Linked DNA regions of Sus scrofa: region 1 is linked to region 2. The links are chromatin contacts, called in public HiChIP or PLAC-seq maps. All regions are on one chromosome and are shown on one strand. Each heading gives the region's core, a stretch centred on a gene start, on an enhancer-like site or on the middle of the called end of the contact. The rest is flanking DNA. Distances are from core to core; before and after follow the strand shown. Region 1 holds the start of CTSB (cathepsin B). Region 2 holds the start of NEIL2 (endonuclease 8-like 2).

Region 1 (3,740 bases), core at 1,224-3,723, 90 kb before region 2:
GTGCTCTAAAGGTGAGAGAGACAGGAAGAGATGTATCACAATTATGTGTGTCCTCTCCACTTGTGCCTCCTCTCAATGAGCACAGTCATGGAAGTCAAGAATGACTGAGGTCATGTGGGAGGTGAAGGGGCAAAACATTGACTTGCAATCCGGAGTCTCTTCATCCCACTATTGCTGTATGTTCCTTGGAAACTGCACACAGTTGAGGGTGTAGCAACCTTGTGTGGCTCTGAGTCTTTTTTTCCTTTCACTCGAATTCTTTGTTTTGCTGTTGTTGCTGTTTTCTTTTGGGCCACTCTGAAGCATATGGAGTTCCCCAGAATTAAACCTGCGTCCCAGGGCTCCCAAGACGCTGCCAATCCTGTTGTGCCACAGTGGGGACTCCCTCACACTCTTATTCTTAACTGGGATCAAAGAGATGCAACTACATGTGTCTGGAAAGCTCTCTGAAGGGTCCTGGCAGGCACAAGGACTGTGTCACAGCTCATGGCCAGGCATGTGCAAGGATGCAGCAGATATCCAGGAAGTTCCAGACCTTACAGCTTTCTTATTACCAGGAGCACCAGGGTAAATTGCCAGACGTTCCTGAGCCCCTGGAATAAAACTAGGATCATACCTACCTTGCAAGATTTTCATGAGTATTGGAAACATCTGGGGATTCATGGAGTGGGGTGGGTCTTGAGCCACCACCACCCCAACCATCTCCATCACCCTTTACAGGCACTCCTCTTGCCCCCACTCTCAAGTAAACTCCAACAGTGTGTGCTTGCTGTGTACATCTTCTTCAGGACAGACCTCCTGGCACCACCATTTCAGATTTCTGCCTCTCAGGCCCTTCTCTATAGAAATTCCTACCAGCTGTTGAAATTAGTGGTAATTAAATAACTTTCTATTTCTTATTTCATTTTTTTGATCTGCTCCTTTAAAAAAACGTATTGGAGTATGTTGACTTCCAAAGTTGTGTTTCAGGTATACAGCAAAGTAAATCAGTTATACATATACACATATACATTCCTTTTGAGATTTTCCCAGGAGTTCCTGTTGTGGCTCAGTGGTACGGAACCTGACCAGTATCCTTGACGATGCGAGTCCAAGCCCTGGCCCCACTCAATGGGTTAAGGATCCGGCCTCTGCCTTGAGCTGTGGCATGGATCAGGGACACAGCTTGAACCTGTGGCATAGGTGGGCAGGGCAGCTGCGGCTCCCATTAGACCGCTAGCCTGGGAATGTCCATATGCTGCAAGGGCAGCCCTAAAAAGAAAAAATTCACAGATTCTTTTCCCATATATCTCTATACAGTATTGTGTAGATATCCCTCTGCTATAAAGTATGTCCTTGTCACCTTTCTATTTTATACACAGTAATGCATATATGTCAATCCCAATTTCCTATTTTATCCCCCCCCACCTCTCCTTTGGTAATCAGAGACTCAAGATTTTCAAAGCAAATTGTTTTGTAAGTTCTTTTGTATCATTTTTTATTAGATTCCACATATTAGTGATCTCATATATTTCTTTCTCTGACTTCACTTAGTATGGTCATTTCTAGGCCCATCCATGTTGCTGCAAATGGCATTTTTCATTCTTTTTTTTTTTTAATGGCTGAGTAATAGTCCATTGCATATATGTATCACATCTTTTTTTCGCCCACAGCTGCATCTGCGGTATATGTAAGTTCCAGGCCAGGGACTGAATCCGAGCTGCAGCTGCATCAGCCCTGGATCCTTTACCCACTGTGCTGGGCTGGGATCAAAGCCGTACCTCCAGAAGGACCCAAGCTACTGCAGTCAGATTCTTAACCCACTGCACCACAGCGGGAACTCCCACACTATGTCTTCTTTAGCCAATCCTCTATTCATAGACATTCAGGTTACTTCCATGTCTTGGCTATTGTAAATAGTGCTCCAGTGAACACTGGGGTGCATGGTATCTTTAGGATGGTTTTCTGGATACAGGCCCAGGAGTGGGATTGCTGGATATGGTAGTTCTATATTTAGTTTTAGCTACCGCTTAAAAATTCTTACATATCTAGAACATCTGATAGGCACATTCAAGCTAACAGCCTTTTAAGGCTCTTCTGGGAGGCCTGCTGTCATGACACCCCCATCTGTGGCAGTGGTTTCTGAATGAATGAAATAAGGAACAGCTGTCCCAAGCAGGGATCCGTGTCCTCTGCTGCGCTGGGCCCAGACCCCCTCGGCCCCAGGGAATTTCTCCAGGAGGGGTGACCCTCTCCCTCTCAGGCCCACCTCGCGTGCCCTTCCGCTCGCAGAACGCAGAACTTGGGGCACTGAGGGGTACAGGCGGATGAGGAAGGTTCTGAGCCCTTCCCAGGCTGCTGGGGACCCGGTGGGGGCGGGGCGCGGCGCCAGCTGCCCTGGTCACGTGGCGAGTCAGGCGGAGGAGGGCGCGGGCGGGGCCTGGTGCGGTACTTAGCGCGGGGGCGGCTCTGGGAAGCTAAGGCGGCTGGCTGTTCGGGCGTCAGAACCTGCCCGAGCGCTCGGAGGCTGCAGACCTAGGCCCTCGGCGGCGGCGGCGGCGGAGCGCGGTGAGTGCGTACGGATGCGGTGCCCCCCCGGCGGAAGTGACCTGGGGCAGAGGGATGGGGAGACCGGCTGGCTTGTACCTCTGCCGGGCCCCGGCGGTGTCCCAGGGCCGGCGGAAACGGAGAGGCGAGCTGGGCGGCCCCCGCGCACTCCCGGTCGTGGCTCTGGTGAGAAGAGCAAAAACAACCCCCACGCATGCGGCCGGACCCCACCCCAGCTCCGGCTGTGTTCGGACCCCGGGCCGGCCTGACCGCGGTGTCGGGCCGGGGTGAGGGGTGGGGTGGGGCAGTACGGCGGGGCTGGGCAGTTTGCGGGGGAGCCCGAGGGAGGAGCCTGCGAGGAAAAGCTCAGCCCCGACCCACTGACTTTCGGCTGCACCCCGGGAGCCGCTTGTGAGCTGCTGGGCCTCAGTTTCCTCAGCAAATTGCTGAGTGGATATTATTTGCCTGCGTCCGCTTTAGATGTTTTCTTTTTCCAAAAGGGTTTTCCCCGGGCAGCTTGTTTGCACAACTACACACGGTTCCAGGGTCCCCAGAAGACAGAAATTGGGAAGCTGGAACCTGGCCCTGGGTGGGGCAGGGTGGGACCCACCGGAAGAGTTAAATCCTTGGGTGGGAGGAGAAACTGGGGCGGGGGGGGGGGACAGGAGACTGTAGGGCCCGGGACCCTGGGGGAGTGGAGGGGAGAGGGGTGCAGACTCTGTTCCTGGACTGCTAGGGAAGGGAAATCCGCTTGGGCCCATGGTGCTGTGGGGGAGGGGAAGGCAGGGCAGAGTCCTTGGGCATCGCCTCCTCCCTCACTTAATGACCCTGGAAGCCTGGGAGAAGGAGCGTCTTAGGGTGGCTGAGTTTGGGGAGTCAGCGGGCTGTCCAGGTAGACGTGAGTTGGATTTGCTTGCGTAATGGGCCCCAATCCCGTCCCCAGGGACTGAGGAGGCCGGTTGGCTGGTGTGGGGAGGACAGTAACTCATACGCGGGGGCGGGGGTGGGGGTGGGGTGTTCAAAGGGAGACCTTTGGAAAGCCTGATCCTCAGCTGTCTCCACTAGAGGGGAATGCAGCTGAAGGGCGTTCACCTCAGTTGAATCTATGGATGCAGAGCCCTAAGAGGAAGAGCCTTAGAAGGATGTCTGGTTCGGTAAAGGCTACTTTCCTTTTCTCCCTGACATCCTTAACTTCATGGAGAATTGTTTCCTGT
Region 2 (3,261 bases), core at 509-3,008:
TGCCTCCCCCAAACAATCATTCCAGCCCACAGATGCTGCTTTATCTCCTGCTTTCAGGAGAGAAGGATTTAAAGGCACACTGACAAAGATGTGGATCCAGCCCCACCAGGACCACCCCACTAGAGGGACTGCAGTGTCTGTGATGACAATGCAGAGCTCAGAATCACAGCAAGTGCAGTCCAAGATCATGTCTGGTCAGAACAGGGAGAGGCCACATCCAGCTTAACTATAGCAAACTATCCCTGGGAGTTCCCGTTGTGGATCAGCAGGTTAAGGACCAGAGGTTGTCTCTGTGAGGATGTAGGTTTGATCCCTGGTTTCACTCAGTGGGTTAAGGATCTGGCACTGCCCCAAGCTGCAGCATAGGCCACAGATCCGGTGAAGGCTCCAGCTGTAAAGCTCCCAGCTACAGCTCCCAATCCACCCTTGGCCTGGGAACTTCCATGTGCTGCAGGTGCAGCTGTAAAAAGAAAAAAATAGAGAAAGAAATAACTGAGAAACAGCTGGGCTTCCATTTTAATCTGATGTAAGGGTATCTGTGACTCTCATCTCTCCCCGCCCCAAATCATCCAAGTTCACTGGGAGCTCATATATGAGGCAGTCTGAGTGGTCTGCCCCTAGCTTCTAGGACAGGGAAGGCATCCCCCCACCCTTACCTATTTATCCACCTGCAAAAGACTGCAAGTTATCATGGAAACCCAAAGAACTAATCAGTTTCCTGGCATGGTGGTAGCTACCTGCATTTCATCAATTCTTGAAAGCATTTAAAAAATCTCTCAAAGGGGGGGTGCCTCTTACAATCCATGGTTTCTCATAGTTTGATTAGCAGCACATCCTATAATACATATTTTTAATTTGATGGTGCCCTAGCCTCGCTAAATGTGCTATTTCACATCTTCAAGACCCTGGAGAGACCCTACTAACCAAACTTCAGGGCTATAGGGAGATTGGCCACACTGCGGCTAAGCTGAACCTCAACCAGCAATGTGCGCTGGTCCTCTCCAACCGAGGAAGCTTCTGGAATAGTTCTGATCCTTAAAAACCTTTTGACACAAGGGCATGTTTCTTTTAGGTTTATTCATGGAGATGGAAAACTGGGCAGGGAACTGCCTCTACCGAATCCTTAAAATATCCGAACCGTAAGGGGCACAGATTCGATAAGGTCACCCCGCTACCTTCGAGCCCCTCCCCCCAGCGGTTAACCGCAAGAGGCTAATTAAGGGGCTGCCTAGCGACCGCGCTAAAAGGAGAGGAGCGGGCGTCCCCTTTTCTCAGGACATCATTCACTGTCTGGGGAGGGTCTAAAAGCATCTTCCCAGGGTGCGGGGCGGGCTGGTTGCAGAACCCGGATTGCTCAGGGGCAGAAATGCTAAAAAGTAGTTAACAGCCAAAAAGAAAGATAAATTCAGGTTTCCATAAAAGACGCTTCTAAAAGGTTCGGTAACTGAGTTTTCACGCCGGTAATAAAGTGACGAGGGTAAAGCTTGGGAAAGCCCTGCATTTCCGGCGGGGGACCCGTCACCGCCGAGGACGCGCCGCACCGCTCCCTACCCACCAGCGTAGGTAGCGCGACGCCGCGTGGGAGCTCGCAGCAGGACTCACCGGCTCCTGGGCCGTGGACCCTTGGACCCCAGCAACCGTGAGGCCTGCAGAGGACCCGGCGCCCAGCTTGAGCGCAGGCTCCGCCCCCGGGAGTGGGCACGGGGCTTTATTGGAAGGGAGCGGGGCTCCATCCGGAGGTGGGGCGTGCGTAACTCGAGGTTCCTCCCTCGGGGTGGGGCATATAGGGGCTCCGCCCCCAGGCGAGGAGGGGGCTCTGTCCTGGTGGGGACAGGGAGTGGTGGTGAGGGCGGGGCGAGGTGGGCCGTTCCTGCCCTAAGGGGGTCGCTGGATGCTGGGCAGTTGCCGAGGTTGGGGAGTGTGTCTGAGCAGACGTAGGGAAGAAACAAACCGCCCTTGGAAAGGTCATTGTCTTATACGAAGATAGACTGCTATAGAGAAAATTAAGTTAAACAAGACCACTTTGGGTGGTCAGGCAAAGGGAAGCCTTTTGGTTGGTTTTGCCGGGCCTCCAATCCTAGCGAGGTAATTGTGAAAAGGAAACAAGTTGTCAAGAAATTTTCGTAAAGTTTTTCAAGGGTGGGTTTTTTTTTTTTAATTTTATATTATTTGAATATTATTATTTAAATTTTTACCGTAAACAAATTTTGTTTTAAAAGCAATATTTGGGGAATTGCCTGGTGGCTCAGCGGTGTAAGGACCTGGCATTGTCGCTGCTGAGGCAGTTGGGGCCCTGGTTCTATTCCTAACCGGGAACTTCTGCATGTCCTGGGTGCTGCCAAAAAAAAAAAAAAAAATCGATATTAAACTTCATCGTGTTATTATGGAAATATTACAAAGCAGGGATTCTCAAACTTTAATGTGCATATGAATCACCTGGGAGTCTTTTTTGTTTGTTTTTTTGTTTTGTTTTTCTTTTTAGGGCTGCACCTACCGCATATGAAAGTTCCCTGGCCAGGGGTCAAGTTGGAGCTACAGCTGCTGGTCTCTGCCACAACCATATCTGCAACCTATACTGCAGCTTGTGGCAACGCCGGATCCTTAACCCACTGTTTGAGGCCAGGGATCGAACCTGAATCTTCATGGATACTGTGTCAGGTTCTTAACCTGCTGAGCCACAATGAGAACTCCTTAATCGTGTTTAAATGCAGATTCTGACTCTGGTGTGTAGAGGGCCCAAGATTTTCCTTTTCAACAAGCTCCCAGGAGATGCTGTGGCTGCTGGTGGTCCAGGGACACAGGTGGGACAGCAAGGACTTGGGGCACTGTACTTGGCAGTTGGTGAGCACTTAATAATTACTCTTTGAATGAGTGGTTAAATTAGATATTAGATAATGAAACCCATAAACTATAAAGTGCTATGCAAATGCATGTAGTCACCACTCTATGACAATAAAGTTGCTGAATCTGCGTGGAAAATGGCAAACTCCCAGAAGAGCAACTCGACAGAAGAGCAGCAAAGAGCATTGTTCCTGCATTGGACTATCGGGGTCCAAATCCTCCCACTCAGGAGGCAGACCTTGGGCAAGTAACTTTTCTGTACCTCAGTTTCTTCATCTATAAAATGGAATGAAAGGACCACATGACTAGGCTGTGGTGGGATTTACTGAGATGCTTCACATGAATCTCGGTGCTGGGCCTGGCATAAAGCAATAGCTCAATGTGTTTTAGTTATTATTAGTGGCCTCCCAGCCTAGGGGC

The links. HiChIP or PLAC-seq counts read pairs in DNA pulled down with a chosen protein or histone mark.
Region 1: an H3K27ac HiChIP or PLAC-seq map of skeletal muscle shows a contact between it and region 2. The contact joins the promoter of CTSB here to the promoter of NEIL2 in region 2. A contact is called at or near these places in 1 of 47 Hi-C or Micro-C datasets (embryonic fibroblasts) and 1 of 2 datasets of contacts at active chromatin or transcription factors (skeletal muscle).

Annotation. Positions count from the first base shown.
Region 1 is chr14:15,033,484-15,037,223 of Sscrofa11.1, reverse strand. It overlaps CTSB (cathepsin B), which reads left to right and starts at 2,473. Exons shown (of 10, transcript NM_001097458.1): 1 at 2,473-2,547.
Region 2 is chr14:14,943,626-14,946,886 of Sscrofa11.1, reverse strand. NEIL2 (endonuclease 8-like 2) reads right to left here and starts at 1,758. Exons shown (of 5, transcript XM_003359058.4): 1 at 1,603-1,758.